Regions from separate parts of the Mus musculus genome. Here all the other regions are linked to region 1. Evidence: chromatin contacts called from public HiCAR-type, HiChIP or PLAC-seq, Micro-C and promoter capture Hi-C data. All regions are on one chromosome and are shown on one strand. Each heading gives the region's core, a stretch centred on a gene start, on an enhancer-like site or on the middle of the called end of the contact. The rest is flanking DNA. Distances are from core to core; before and after follow the strand shown. Region 1 holds the start of Gfra2 (glial cell line derived neurotrophic factor family receptor alpha 2). Region 2 holds the start of Bmp1 (bone morphogenetic protein 1). Region 3 holds the start of Hr (lysine demethylase and nuclear receptor corepressor). Region 4 has its middle 49 kb from the start of Gm4251. Region 5 has its middle 21 kb from the start of Gm4251.

Region 1 (2,705 bases), core at 159-2,658:
CGTGGAACTAGGGTGCCGGGTGTGCGTGGGCTGTATGATCCCGAGGGCGCTGAGACATGTGTACTGCCTGTCTGCCGCCCTGCCACCTCGGTCAGCAACCTCACTTCGCCTTCAACCCTTCTCCAGCCAGACGCTTCTTTTTTCGGGGCTTCTGGGCTTTTATTGTAAATTCTATGACTAAATTACGCCGGTGAGCTGGGGCCAAAGACAGATGGATAAATTGTCCCCCTTCCCGGCTTGGGGAGGAGTCTCCATCCGGAAGGGTCTCCACCCTCAGCTTCGGGAACCGGGAGTGGCCTTAGTTCCCCGACTAGCTCTAGGGAGTCCAGGAGATCTCTGTGTGCGGGGAGGGGGTGTGAAGCAGAGGCCTGAGTGTCCCTTGTTTTGGGGCTCCCCAGTAGGGTGGGGTGTCAACCCGGGCTGGATTTTTCCCGCGCAGTTCTGGCTGGTTCACTGGCCTTGGAGGAGGAAGTTGGGACCCCTAGACAATCTTCTCTCTGGTCCAGGGGAGGAGAGACCAACTGGGGAAGAGGTGTCTGGAATGGCTGCAGAGCTGGTGTGTGTGCCTGTGTGTTGGGGAGCGCGCGCGGGGTGGGGTGGCAAGCGAGTCACTAGTGTGCGGTAAAAGTTCTTGAGCTCTGCATGCAGAACACACGAATAGGAGCGCGGGGTTAGACCCAGGGAGATAGGGTTGGCCTACAAGGGCGTCTTTGGGTTCCCTAGTGCTTTTGGGAAGACTCTCAGAACGGCTCCCCACAAGGAATACATCAGCTTGCAGAGTGGTGCTCTCTTTTTCAGACCTGGACCACCACGCCTGGGTTTTTCTACTGCCCTGCCCCCATGCCTCTAGGATGGCTCCAGCACCCGGGCCTCAGTGTCTCCCTAACCTCGTTCAGGCTTCCGAAACCTCATGGCTCTGGGGGTCCAGTGCAGGGGCAGGAGCACTTGGAGAACGCAAGCCTTCACCTAGCCAGGATGAGACATTGCATGGAGAGGAGGGGGCGGGAGGCTTCGTTGGTTTGAGCGTGGACACTGGCCGGGGGATCTAGTCGGTTTTCCGGCCAAGGCAGCAGGCTGGTCCCAAGGGCGGGCAGTTGAGCCGAGGGAGCCAGCGGTGGAGCTCACCCCTAGGCCAGTGTTCCTGGGCGCCAGCGCCACTCCGGTGTAGCTTCCATCACCGCCGAGTCGCTACCACTGCTGCTGCAGAGTGTAGCTGCTCCGCCGCGCTCCCGCGCGCTGCGCCGCCAGCCGCCAGGGAGCCGGGGCGCTGAGCCCCGAGCAGAGGAGAGGGGCGAGGCGCGAGAGCCTAGGCGAGGAAGCCGCGAAGGGGGAGGGAGGGAGCAGGCGGGCGGAGGGAGGAGCAGGGAGAGAGGGAGTAGGGAGGGGAAGAGAGAGAGAGAGGGAGAGTGAGGGAGAGCGGAGATCGAGAGCAAAGAGCGAGAGCGAGGGAGAGGAGAGGAGAGGAGAGGAGAGGGAGAGAGGAAGGGAGGAAAGACACACGCAAGCACAGGCACACCGGCACTGGAATTCCATTAGAAAAAGTGAGCCGAAGCAAGGGATAGCGGGAGAAGATTTTTTTTTTTTTATTTTGAATCTTTTTCTTCGTCTTGGTGCCAAAGAAGCGACTCTGGTCTCCCGTCCTAGAAGCTCTACTGGATTGCTCCCATCCGTCGGTGGATTTCTTTCCTATTTGCATTTATTCTGACCCCCCTCCCTCGCTGCTTTCTTCCAGTCCTTCACTTTCAGATCGCCTCGCCCCCACCTCTCCAGTCCCCTCCTGGGAAGTGCAGGGGAATTGGACCCACGGGGACTCGCGCCTTCCCGGCCGCGAGAGCGAAGGGCTGGGCTGACCTCAGGACCAGGCTGTTGGCTTAGAAGGCAGCCAGACACATAGCTACGTGTGTTTGATTTCAGTGGCAAGGGGGGGACGTCGAGAGGCAGCCCACCGCCCGCCTCCCACCCCTCCCCCTCCAGCCAGCAGCGAGAATCCCTGGACTCGGGATCTTCAACCGGCGGCCGCCTGGCGGGATCTCCGCATTGGATTTGGGGGTCGTTATCATTGCTTGGCTGTTATTATTACCGTTGTTATTTTATTTTTATTTTTTAAACCTAAGGGAGAAAGACACATACACACAAAACTGTGGGATTTATTTAACATGATCTTGGCAAACGCCTTCTGCCTCTTCTTCTTTTTAGGTGAGTACCTGCAGGTGGCGAGTCTGGGGGTCACAAGGGGCTGCGCGCGTTCAGTCGCCCACTGGAAGCTGGGCATGCGGGGGTGGGCTTGGGGGCTGCAAGCAGGGCGCCGTGGGAGACACCGGGAGATCGCGCCAGGCTGGGAGCCCGGGCCTGGGGCTCCGGGGAGCCGAACTGCCTGGGAGGCTCTAGAGGAGGGAGCTGTGCAGCGGCTAGCTGGTTGCGCGGAGGACCGAGAAGGAGACTTCCAACATTCAAACCATCTCCGCACGCACTCCCGTGCCGCGCGCGCGCACACACCCCGACACACACTCTTACTTGCAGGCCGTGATAGCGCTCATTTCCCTCAAAATAATGGGTTCAATTTGCAACAACTTAGGAAGGAAAAAAATGCAACTGTTGGTGTGAATGAAAGGAAGGATGGGGAGAGGCTGGCGGGACGCTATCAAGCCTGCCCCTCCTTTCTGGAAGGCTCTCAGAGTCAGTGGGTTTCGGCAGGAGGTCTTGGT
Region 2 (2,700 bases), core at 185-2,684, 370 kb before region 1:
GTGTATTCCAGACAGCCTGCTTGGGAACATCAATTAGGCCAATGGCCTGAGTGTGTCTGGTCATCTGGTCACTCCAAGGGAATCACAGCAGGAGAGTCCTCATGAACAAAGATCACACACACACACACACACACACACACACACACACACACACACACACACACTAGAAGCCCTGACTTGACTAATTAGCCTCAGGTGTCTGTAGGGCGAGAGAGCTGATGTAGAATATCTGAGACCTCTTTGTGAGACTCATTTGCTAACCTAACTGAGCTCTGGCAAAGCTCTCCTGGCACACAAAGGCACAGGTAAGTCCCCCTGTGCCCCCCAAGCCCCCACCCCTGCCGCCAATTTCTCTGACTTTGACAGCTGTCTCTTGAGTGTTCAGAGAGCTCCTGCTGCTGGCTAGATTCATAGGATTGCCTATGAAGAAGTATTCCATAGAACCTCCTGAAAAACTTTCTCCTTCCACTGGGCTGAGAAGCCGGGAAAATCTATCCCTTTGGAGCTGCAGGCCTTCTTTCTGGGCATCAAACCAGACAGATGTGCTGTGCGGCACTATGGCAAACAGACAAGCAGGCAAACACCAGTATTCCACAAAGCAGGAGGGATAGGGGAGAAGGGACACGGACGGACGGACGGACGGACACACACACACACACACACACACACACACACACACACACAGTTTGGCCAGTAAAGTTTCCCGGTGGAGAAAAAGCCTCCTTGCCAGCGGGATTCGCTGGGACCGAGGGAGGTTTCCCCAGGATTCCTCTGTGAAGGCGAACGGCAGCCGCAGCAGTTTCCACAAACAGCAGCAAAACTTCAGTCCTAAAAGTCCCCCAAACTTCCCCCTCCCTTTCTCCCTCGGTCTTTTGTTCCCCCACTGCATTGCCAACCAAGCAGCTCCCAGCTTCCCACACTGGACTGTCCTCCCCCAACCCCAACTACAACCCCAACCCCAACCCCTGCCCGGCCGGGAGCCTCGATCCCAGCCTGCCCACGCCCGGCTTCCGTGCGCCCTGGGGGAGCCGGGGGTCGCTCACCCGCCTTGCAAGGGTCTTTGTAGTTGAGGAGCTCCGGGGCGTCCTCCTCGCCCAGGTCGTAGGTGTAGTCGGCCAAGTCCAGCGGCCGGCCGGCGCGCGGGAGCAGCAGCAGCAGCAGTAGCAGCGGCAGCGACAGCAGCGGCAGCGGCGGGCGGGCCACGCCGGGCATGCTGGCGGGCGGCGGTGGCGGTGGCGGTCGCGCCCGGACGCGGGAGCGGGGCGACGGGGAAGGGAGCGCTGAAGGCGAAGGGGAGGCGCTCTCCCCCCGAGGCCACCTCTTCCCGTCCCGTTTCCTGTCTCCCGCCCCCCGCTCGGCCCGGCTCTCTCCGGCCCTGGGCTCCGGCGTCCCCTCGCCCTCCTCTCGGTCGCTCCCTTTCTTTTCTCGCCGCCCTCCCACTCCCCACCCCACCCCCCCTTTTAGGGAAATGAGCTCGCTGGAGGGCGGGTTTTCGCCCAGCTCAGCCCCCCTCGGGGCCGGGACCGTGCTCGGCCGGGCCGGGAAGCACGCCAGCCGGGCGGGGAGGACGAGAGTAGCACCGCCCGCCCCGGAGGGGAATCCGCTGCCTGGGACTGGGGCAGGGGCCGGGGAGGGGGCGCGGGCCAGGGATGCCCGGAGGCACCGCTCCGCGAGGGGCCCCCTACAGGCCGCTGTCCTGTACCAGGCGGAGTGCCTCCGGGCACGGGACACGCTGTCAGGTCCGTTCCTTCCTCTTAGACACTGGATCAGCGATCGATCGTTCTCTCCCAGAGACTCCAGAGTCTGTCTGTCTTAGATCTCGGCTCTCTCGCTTCTCACTGTCTCTCTGTCTAGCTGTCTCCCTGCCTGTCTCTGTCGCTGTCCTTCCTTGTGGACACACCGCTGGAGGGCGCCTAACACCCGTGTATGGCACCCAGGTCCCGTCCTCTGTCCCTGCCTTTTGCTCTGTTCCCCATTACCTGGGGTAGGACCAAACCTCCATCACTCTTAGAAAGGACGTGGCAAAGCGCCCCAACTCTCCAAACCCTCTCCTTCCTAGGACGGCTTCTGCTAGAAGCCGAGCTGAGAAAATGTGAAAGAAAAGAAGCGCCACTCTTTGTTTTCCAATCAGGCTGCTTTATTCTTTTGTGATAGGATCCCCCTGGCCCGTAGGAGAGACACCTTTCCTTTACAGACTTCCACCGGTTTCTGGGCAGGAGCAGCTTCCTGCTTGTCTGACAAAGACCCTTTGCGGAGGGTCTTTCCTGTCCCGCTGCGGTTTCTACCGACCCTGTGAAGCAAAGAACTAATGCTTATGGGGACTGAAGAAGCCACCCGCTTGGGTCCAGTGTGGGATGTGTCTGGGAACCCTCCATCCTCCGAGCTCCCGAGACCACTGACTTTAAGAGATACCTAGTAGGTCCCCTGACAAAGCAGGCAGCCCAAGCCCTGCCAGTGTTGCCCAGGCACCCTGAAAGGTACTGTTGCTCACCTGTGGATGCTAGATATAGTAGAGTGGTAGCTCTCCACACAGGGTGCTCACAGCAAGGCCTAGGAAAGCCAGGTCTCTCCCGGAAGAATCGGACTCGGAACCAGTATCATGCCCTTCCTCCTGGCCCAGCTTAGAGGTGGGTGTGGAGGGCTTGGCCTGGAAAGAACACCTACTTTCAATGTCACCTGCTTTATTTAGTGTGGGACACT
Region 3 (2,781 bases), core at 41-2,540, 340 kb before region 1:
TAGGCCAGGGAACTTAGATGGGGACCACAGGCACGTGCCACCCCACCACCCTGCCCTGGAGCCAGGAGCCAGAGGTCAGGCTAGACCCCCTGCTGCTCCAGTCCCTGTTAGACCCTCCTCATTCCGCTCCCTCAGCAAACTAAGGTCAGGTCACCTCCAAAGGAGTGGATAAGAAAAGGAGTATGAAAACCCCAGCCATGTAAACAACCCCTGCCAGCCTGCCCACCACAGACTTGGTCTCTGTGAAGGAGAGGAGCAAGGAGGATCTGTATCAACAAGGCCCAAGTCGGAGCAGGCAGCTAGGATGGAAGGACAGACCTCCTCCCCCAAGTACCTATCCTGGTCTTAACAATTGGTGAAAAGCTCCTTGCCTTCACTCCTGTCCCTTAAGTGAAAGACATTGGGCTCTTCATGATACCCCTCAACTTCAGAGATGGTGGAGGGACTTGGGACCAGGCTGTGGCCACCCAAATCCATTCCTTCCACAGCAGTGGGGGGTGGGAGTGAGAGTAAGTGGTGTTGCTTCTGTTTCAGCCTGGGCTCGGAGGCAGGGGAGTAGAGGGGCAGAAGGTGGGTGCTTTTAGAGAAGGGAAGCACCCGTTGGGCGTGTGGGTTTCTGTGTGTGTCTGAATCTGTCTGTCTGTTTGTGTGTGTGCTCTGGAACCACCCCCGCAGAAGAGCAGGGATGCTTCCTCGGGTGGAGGGTGCCCTGTTTGCCCATTTCCTCTCCTACTCAATGTTCCCTCCCAGGAGCCACTCCCATGGGCTCCTCTCCAGGCTGGGCCTGAGAGCACCAAGAACATTGAAGATGGGGCAGCCCAGCAGGCAACCCCAAGTGGAGCTTGCAATGCTTGTGTGCTTCTGGTCCCTTCACCTCTCTGGACACTTGGTAGAAATCAAGGCGCTTAGACCAGGGAACAGACCAGATATCAGGTCAGGCCCTCCCAGATTCCAAAGCATAGTGCTTTGTAACATTGTGCCCAGAGAGGGATGCTGGGTAGGGTCTTGGGCCCCGACACTATGAAGAGTGGCTTAGCCAGGTGATGATGAAGAATGAGGTAGGGAAGACACCAGCCATTGGGGTGTGCCCAGAGCTGAAAAGGACAGGGAGAGAGTGGTCCAGCAGGCACGGGCCTGCTGGCGTGGGTCGCAGCACCCATCACTGACCCGTGAGAACCCGACTGCCCCTGCCAGCTCTGGCACTGACCCCTCCCTGCCGCCCCGCCCTAGCACCCCGGGGGGCACCCCGCCTCATCCTGGCCTGGTCCGGCCCCTCCCGCCCTTTGCTCCAGTTCCCGGGCTTGGCACCTATAGTGGGGGTGCTGCCCGCCTGCCAGGCTCCGGGCCGGGCCCACGGGAGGGTGGGGCGGCTGGGAAGCTGGCACACTGCCCCAGGGGAGCCTCTCTCGGCAGGCGCCCGGGTGCCGCGGGGGGGAGGGGGGAACAAAGGGCTCATTCTCCCCGTGCGCAGCCGGTGGCATCGCCGGGGCGTTGGCGGAAGCCCCCGGGGCTCAGAAGGGGGCAGGCCCAGGCGGGGCCGCCGAATCACGGGCTCCTGTTTCCCGCAGGGTGCTGGAGGAGGAAACCGGCGGAGCAGCTTCCCCACTCTCAGTTGCGCGTCTGGCGATGGCGATCAGAGGTCCTGCTGCGCTCTCCGCTGCGCTCTCCCTCCATTAGCCGCGCTACGCGGTGCTGCGCCCTCGCTGGTGCCTCGCTCCTGGCTCACAGGATCGGCCCCCCACTTCCAGGCACGACCCCCTTCCCCGGCCCCTCGGCCTTTCCCCCCACTCAGCCATCTCCGACCCGGGGCGCGCGTTCCCCCCGGCCCGGATCCTTCTCTCCCTCCGGGGACACCCGCTCCCTAGCCCCGGCTCGACCCTCCCCAAAGCGCAGCACGGAGTCTCGGCGTCCCATGGCGCAACCCACAGCCTTGGCCCAGAAGCTGGTGCGGCCCATCCGCGCCGTGTGCCGCATCCTGCAAATTCCGGAGTCCGACCCCTCCAACCTGCGGCCCTAGAGCGCCCCCGACGCCCGGGGGGAAAGAGAGCGCGAGAGCGCTGAGCAGAAAGCGGGAGAACGCCCCGAAGCCGGCCCATGGGGAGCGAGTACCCAGCACCGGCTAGCACGACCGCCGCCCACACCGCGCCCGGCCTGTGAAGCCCAGGTAAGCGCCAAGAGGGAGCGCGTTCTGGGCTAATTGTAATGGGGGAGTTTATGAGCTGATCCCAAGGTGCAGGCAGGGAGTGAAGTGCCGGTGTCACTCTGAACTGAACCTTACATCTTAACATGGAAAAGTTAGGATGCCCAACTAAGGGGGCTGGACTGAATGCAAGCTGCAGCTCCAAAAATTCTTGGCGCCTCCGCCAAGGCTCACGTACATCCATCCCTCTTGGAGTTTCCTCTGTCCGGCCATGGGGACTACTTCAGGAGACTACAGCTGATCTGGTGCCACCTGTCATCCTGGTCCCTAGCAAGCGTGTTCAATTTTCCCTCGCTTGCGTCTCTCTGGGGCCCAGCCTGCTTTCCCCGCCTCCTTCCCTCCCCCCTCCGGGCTTCAGTTAGCAGCGGTGCCCTGGCACTGCCGTCGGGCTTGGGCAGCTCGACCCACCCTAGTCTGAAACCTCTTAATCCCTTCTCACATGCTGACTCCCATTGGGAGCAGAGATCCTAGCCCCCAGTAGTTGTCCCGGTACTCTTTGAAGATGCCAAGAAACTAGAGCCCATGAAGGGCAGATTCAGACAGCCCAGGGGTAGGGAGACACCAGCCAGCAGCCCTGGCTA
Region 4 (2,700 bases), core at 60-2,559, 410 kb after region 1:
TTCAATGTATTGATGAAAGTATTGAGTATGATCGGGTTAACTGGACAGAGACTCTGCAGAGGGCAAGGGCAGAAACAGGTTTTCAAGGCATGCCAATAAAAGACATGCCTCGTTACTTTCACTGGTTCAACACATATTTATTGACCAGCTGATATCTTCTGGCCAACTGGTGTTCCAGTGAGTATACAGTCATAAATACAATTTTTCATGACCATAACCTCCTGGTGCCCTTTGTAAAGATTTTTATTAATCAACTTTTTTTATACTGGGGGAGGAGAGCTTTGTGCTGATCATCAACTAAAGGAGTTTCCTGTTGGGTAAGGGCTACCTCCATCATGGTGCATATTCTTGCCTTTCAATAGTTGGTATTTCAACTAGATTATGAATATTCAAGATGTACTACTCTTTATCCATGTGGTTCTCAGAGATAATGATTTAATGGATCATTAAGAATCTTAATAAATAAGAAAGTACTAATGTGGGTATAGTTTTTGTGGGGTATAGTTTTTTCTACTAGTGAGTTTGTAAAAGAATGGTACTAATTTACACTGATATAAATTGATATAAAATGATATCATCATTTAAAAAAACATAGTCCCTGCCCTCTGAGAGTTTCTTGCCTTGTGAGAGCGAGCTGCTAAGCAAAGACACAAAGGAATGAATGTAAAACGGACACTGTGCTGTTTGCAATGAAGGAAGCAACTGGGTGTAAGAGAAGTGAACGAGAGAGGAAGTGGGGAGATGGTTGTCAGAGAAATGGCATTCTGGCTTATACAAGAAGGAATACATAGAAGCCATGCAGAAATTCCTGCAGAGACCACTCAAGGCGGAAGACTGTGTGCAGGAAGCTTCCTATGGTGCATTTGTTGGTGGTCTCTCTGTGCTTGAAGATCTGAAGGAATCTAGCAGGATATAGAAACAGTCAGGGCTTGGAGGCATTAACTGTGAATGAAAAGCAGGCCTCTCCCGACATGGTCTGCCAACTGTCTAGATGGGACCAATGCCTCTGTTACCCTCAGAGGGAAGGCAATGTATGACCTCAGCTCTCCACAGGGACTCCAGGTGCAACCAGAACTGGGCTGCTGGCTTTCCCAGCGGGTGTATGCAACTCCCCTGAACACCTGGTACCCAAGCACTCACAGGACCAGCTTTTACAAGAGCCGATGACAACTGAGAGCGTGGGGGGGCGGTTGTCCATCTCCTGGGCCCAGTCCAAAATGCTGAGAGGCGTCAGTGCCAAGTGGCACAGCTGCAGAACCCCTGTCACTTGTTTGCTGGGTCCTTGTCAGGGAACTGGCCAGGGTTTGCTCAGCCACAATAGAGTGCTTGGATTTCATTCAAGATGCAAAGGGCAATCAGTGAAAAGCTTCGAGCAAGTAGATGAGCAAGGGAATCCGACTGGTATTTAAAGCCTTAACTCTGCTGGCTGAATAGGAATGGAGTACCTGCGGACACAAGCTGAAGTAAGGGACAAGTTGAAAGGCTACTACTGAATTAGCTAAGATGAACTAAAGCGAATGAGCAATCGAGTTTACACTGGGGATGGAGATGGAGAGAAGTAAGGAGATCTCACATGAGGCTAGGAAGCAGGAACAGTGAGAGGCACCAGCAAGCACACAGCAACTGGAACCTTATGGAAAAGACGCCCAGGTATCTGTATGGAGCTACTGCTCAGGGTTGATGACCTACCTGAATATTATGGGAAGGTATGGGGATTCTAGTTACATACATGGGGAAAGGGGAGAATTCATTTTAGGAGAGACAAAAAAAGAGTAAGTCCCTCTGGTGATTTGAATGTGACGTGTCTTCCATAGGCTCACAGAACTTACCATTTGGTCCCTTGTTGATGACTCTGTTTTGAGAGGTTGTGGAACCTTAGGAGGTAGAGCCTCAGTGGAAGACATAGGGGCAGGTTTGAGAGTTTATGATCATCTTCTGCTTTGCTCTCTGTCTCATGTCTGGCTGGAGATGGTGACCCCTCCGTTATCTGGGCTGGCTGTCCCCTGCCATTTGTCTCCCATCATTATGGATGCCCCTTCCATAGCCATTAGTCAAAATAATCCTTTTCTCTGTAAATTACTTTTAGTCATGGTATTTTATCACAACAACAGAAAAGAAACCAATCAGTAACCTTTAAACGAGTGGTGTTTGAGTGGTCTGTCAGGCGTTCTGATGGAGATGCTTAAGTAGATTGTTGGATGTATATATCTGGAAGGTCAAAGAAGTGTGAGGTCTGGAGATGGAACTGCTGGGATGTTGTTTGGTATCATAATTCATGGTACTTAAAACCATAAAGCCAAGATGGGGACGGGGAAACAGAGGATGAGGGCATAAGGTAAAAAAGATCTACTCTGTAAGAAAAGAATGGACTGATGACTATCAATGGAGAAAATGTTTAGGCAGGAAATCCTGCTAACAATGTGTGAAACACATAAGGCTAAAGGAGAGGTGGCCTGCATATTTGGCAAACTCAGATGATCTTGACAGTAACAGGTTGAATGCTGGGATGCAGACTTGTCCCAGGCAGAAGATTGGAATCCCCCCCCCCCTTTATTAAGTATAGATTCATTTCTCACACAATATAATCTGAATATAGTTTTCCCTCCTTCTCTTCTAGCTCATCTCCTTCTCCTCTCCCCTCTTGATCCACTCCTTTCTGCCTCTCATTAGAAAAGAACAGACTTCTAAGGGATAGCAACA
Region 5 (2,700 bases), core at 85-2,584, 340 kb after region 1:
AAGGCTTGGCTCGTGCTCATTGCCCTTTCTCCCTGTTTGCTGTTGTGTTGATTTTCTTTTGGAGGGGAAGCAGGAAGAGGAGGGGTCATTGCAGATGCTCAGAGGATGTAGTAGTGTGGAGGGGCTAGACATTCCACTCCCCACTTCACCCAAACCCTCCCTATTCGGTCTACCTGAGGGAAGCAGACAGAGGGGAAGAGCCTAGCTCACTTTAACCTGGCAGGTTAGTGTGAAGGTGCTGGGCTAGAGGCCAAGTCCAGACTACAGGCTAGCATCCTCGTTCATGGCTAGGCACTAAGATAATGGCTAGAACTGGGAATTTTATTAACTCACCCTGCATATAGCTGTGCAGGCTCAGCATACCCCATGGGGCAGTTTCTCTGCTTCTGGTTCCAGTCTACAGTCTCTTCCTCTGGACCCCTTACTATCTCATGACTGGAGCTTCCATTTGACTATGAGAGGATCCAAACAGGGAAGAGAGCTGGCTGGACTCGTTCAGTGTCTCTGGTCACTCTCCTTCAGTTGCCTCCATTGTTATGTTGGAAACACTACTATGATGGAGAAATATCCTTAAACCTTGAAGTTGGCTTCACTTTCACTCACACACAGAGGTGGATTCCTTGTATCCTACCAGAAGACACCAAAGAACAAGAGAGGTAAAAAGTTACAAAATTGAAGGAATGGTGATGGAAGAAAGGCCATCAGACATCAATTTTGGTGAACTCACAATTTGATCGGACAGTTGTCTGAGGTTTTACTAACAGGCAAATGAGTCAGAGAGTCGTTGAAGGGCACTGGATGGGTGGGGCCTATCAGCTCTGAGCATGCACTGGAATGAGTTGAGTTATATCTCCCTAAACTACACTGAAGTCTTAATGGCCATACTTTAGCTGGTTTTCACCAGTGTGATGGATACCTGAGAAAAACAACTTAAAAAGAAGGGAGATTTATTTTTAGCTGACACTTTCAGGGTCTTAACCCATGATTGGCAGACTCCATTGTATCACTTCTGAGGAGAAGCAGATCATTACAGCAGAGGAAGAGGTTGCTTACATCATGGCAGTCAGGAAGCTATGAATGGGAGCTAGGACAGTTGTTGTTGGAGGAGGATCCCTAGAGCACCCACAGTGGGCCCTGTGCATAGACTCACAACACTACAGTCTTGCCTCATGGTAAATACGAGGTGGGTGTAAGGGGTGGGCAAAGCAGTCGAGGGAATAGGTCACTGTGGTTGTAATGTGACAGAAAAAGGTAGGGGACGGAACATGAGGAATCTTGTGAGCATAGACCCTGAGTGTAGGCTTACCCCGCAAATCCATGTTGACTGACTCAGCAATGACTCACTGACAGAGCAGTGCCTCAGATTCCAGGAACTCAAACTGAGTGAGATGAAATGGAGTCTTACCTGTTTTCTTAAAGTAAAAAAAAATGTGTGTGTGGGGAGATTCTTACTTTAAGAAATTTATATTTCAATGAGAGAGAGAGCATGAGTGAGAGAGCCAGAATGAGGGGGGAGGGAATATGATTACACACACAAAATCATAATTAGGTGCTATTTAAAAAGACTGATAAAATGCAGACTGATGGCAGGGAGACTCCTTATTTAGGTCAGGCTGACAGAGTTGATTGGGAAGGAGAAGAGCTGGGCTGTGCTGAAGTGAGAGGCAAATAAGTCTCTGGGCTAAAGGCGATGGTCCAAGCATAGGAATAGTGCGTGCTCACAGAGTGGAAAAGACCAGAGGACATCTGTATATGTCAATGCCTTGTCAAAGGTGAGAAACTGCAGGGCACAGTGGATTCACGTATAGTCTCTTGTGCCATGTCTGTGGCAACAACTAAGTCCTTCTTTGTGTTTTCCCCCTGTCTTTGTTAAAAAAAGTGTCCTTTCTCCAATTAACATTCTGACTATGTTCATTTTCTTGTACGTGGTTTGGTGGTATATGTATGTGGGGATGTCTGAAGGACTGTGAACACTCTCTTACACATGTGGAATCATTGCACTCCTGACTCTAGCTCACACTGAGAACATGGCTTGGGTCATTTGTCCCCTATCAAATGAAGTGAACTGCATTTCACGAATAGGCTCGGCCCTTACTCTGAGTCAGGTGCCAAGTGAATCTGTTTTTTTTCTTTTTTTTCCTCTGATTTGTCCAAAGACCAAAAAAAAAAAAAAAAAAAAAAGGCTTGCAAAGTGTGACATCCGTATCCAATGCTAATGGTATGGTGGAACCTCTCCAAGAGAACTGATAAACTTCTCAGATTGAGGGCAGACCATGAGGAGAGACCAGTTCCAGATGTGCAATTTGGAACCCATGTCTAAGAAACACTCACAATTTGGAATGCTCAGAAGTAGAACCTCAGAAAATGAAAGTCTGGGAGCAACTTCACTGTTGAATCTGACCCAATAGAAACCAAGAGAAGCCAGCCATGCTCAACTTTCTCCAAGGATATGAGAGGGCCAGGAGTCCAGTGTGTGAATTCTGGAAAAATGAAAGAGTATTTGAAGCAAAGCTTTGGGAATATGAAATCAAGGAGTCCCAGCCCAGCAATGCTCTAAGTTCAGTCTTCCTTCCTGGAGCTTAGATGGGAAGCTGAATCTTGGAGGTAGCAAGGTAGTGCAAAGTTGCACACAACCATTTTGTCATAGGAGGACCCAGGACCTTGTGATTCGTCCTTCTTTAACTTTTGAGTTGCTAAGAG

What was found. Promoter capture Hi-C pulls out the DNA fragments that hold promoters and counts their contacts. Hi-C and Micro-C count contacts between places; a contact is called where the count stands out from the background. HiCAR-type assays count read pairs that join an accessible place to other places. HiChIP or PLAC-seq counts read pairs in DNA pulled down with a chosen protein or histone mark.
Region 2: a contact with region 1 is called in a promoter capture Hi-C map of embryonic stem cells, with 10 read pairs. The contact joins the promoter of Bmp1 here to the promoter of Gfra2 in region 1. A contact is called at or near these places in 1 of 39 promoter capture datasets (embryonic stem cells), 5 of 484 Hi-C or Micro-C datasets (all in embryonic stem cells) and 1 of 115 datasets of contacts at active chromatin or transcription factors (embryonic stem cells).
Region 3: a Micro-C map of embryonic stem cells shows a contact between it and region 1, with 2.4 times the contacts expected there. The contact joins the promoter of Hr here to the promoter of Gfra2 in region 1. A contact is called at or near these places in 1 of 39 promoter capture datasets (embryonic stem cells) and 5 of 484 Hi-C or Micro-C datasets (all in embryonic stem cells).
Region 4: a contact with region 1 is called in an H3K27ac HiChIP or PLAC-seq map of oligodendrocyte precursor cells, with 7 times the contacts expected there. The contact joins the enhancer-like site here to the promoter of Gfra2 in region 1. A contact is called at or near these places in 8 of 39 promoter capture datasets (the 3T3-L1 cell line, the HPC-7 cell line, embryonic stem cells and 3 more), 2 of 15 datasets of contacts at CTCF or cohesin (pro-B cells and stem cell-derived epiblast-like cells), 3 of 484 Hi-C or Micro-C datasets (the HL-1 cell line and bone marrow-derived macrophages), 10 of 115 datasets of contacts at active chromatin or transcription factors (embryonic forebrain, embryonic hindbrain, embryonic midbrain and 6 more) and 3 of 9 other capture datasets (adipose tissue, embryonic stem cells and liver).
Region 5: a contact with region 1 is called in a HiCAR-type map of PVALB interneurons, with 4 times the contacts expected there. The contact joins the enhancer-like site here to the promoter of Gfra2 in region 1. A contact is called at or near these places in 5 of 39 promoter capture datasets (the 3T3-L1 cell line, embryonic stem cells, hippocampal neurons and 2 more), 2 of 15 datasets of contacts at CTCF or cohesin (large pre-B cells and pro-B cells), 4 of 484 Hi-C or Micro-C datasets (Th2 cells, cerebellar granule neurons, cerebral cortex and 1 more), 10 of 115 datasets of contacts at active chromatin or transcription factors (PVALB interneurons, astrocytes, embryonic forebrain and 3 more) and 2 of 9 other capture datasets (adipose tissue and embryonic stem cells).

The regions. Positions count from the first base shown.
Region 1 is chr14:70,888,699-70,891,403 of GRCm38.p6, forward strand. Gfra2 (glial cell line derived neurotrophic factor family receptor alpha 2) reads left to right here and starts at 1,409. Exons shown (of 9, transcript NM_008115.3): 1 at 1,409-2,196. The coding sequence starts at 2,157.
Region 2 is chr14:70,518,826-70,521,525 of GRCm38.p6, forward strand. It overlaps Bmp1 (bone morphogenetic protein 1), which reads right to left and starts at 1,435. Exons shown (of 20, transcript NM_009755.3): 1 at 1,044-1,435. The coding sequence starts at 1,212. It overlaps Sftpc (surfactant associated protein C), which reads right to left. Exons shown (of 6, transcript NM_011359.2): 5 at 2,492-2,647; 6 at 2,116-2,290. The coding sequence ends at 2,501.
Region 3 is chr14:70,552,944-70,555,724 of GRCm38.p6, forward strand. Hr (lysine demethylase and nuclear receptor corepressor) reads left to right here and starts at 1,291. Exons shown (of 19, transcript NM_001379479.1): 1 at 1,291-2,164.
Region 4 is chr14:71,298,797-71,301,496 of GRCm38.p6, forward strand. No RefSeq gene overlaps it. Among named protein-coding and RNA genes, the nearest start is that of Gm4251, 49 kb to the left of the region's middle. Within about 2 kb of position 1,310, at least 16 of the 459 cell types and tissues checked have an H3K27ac peak or open chromatin away from gene starts, as enhancers often do. A contact at or near this core is called in oligodendrocyte precursor cells, where this site is marked.
Region 5 is chr14:71,229,352-71,232,051 of GRCm38.p6, forward strand. No RefSeq gene overlaps it. Among named protein-coding and RNA genes, the nearest start is that of Gm4251, 21 kb to the right of the region's middle. Within about 2 kb of position 1,335, at least 18 of the 459 cell types and tissues checked have an H3K27ac peak or open chromatin away from gene starts, as enhancers often do. A contact at or near this core is called in PVALB interneurons, where this site is marked.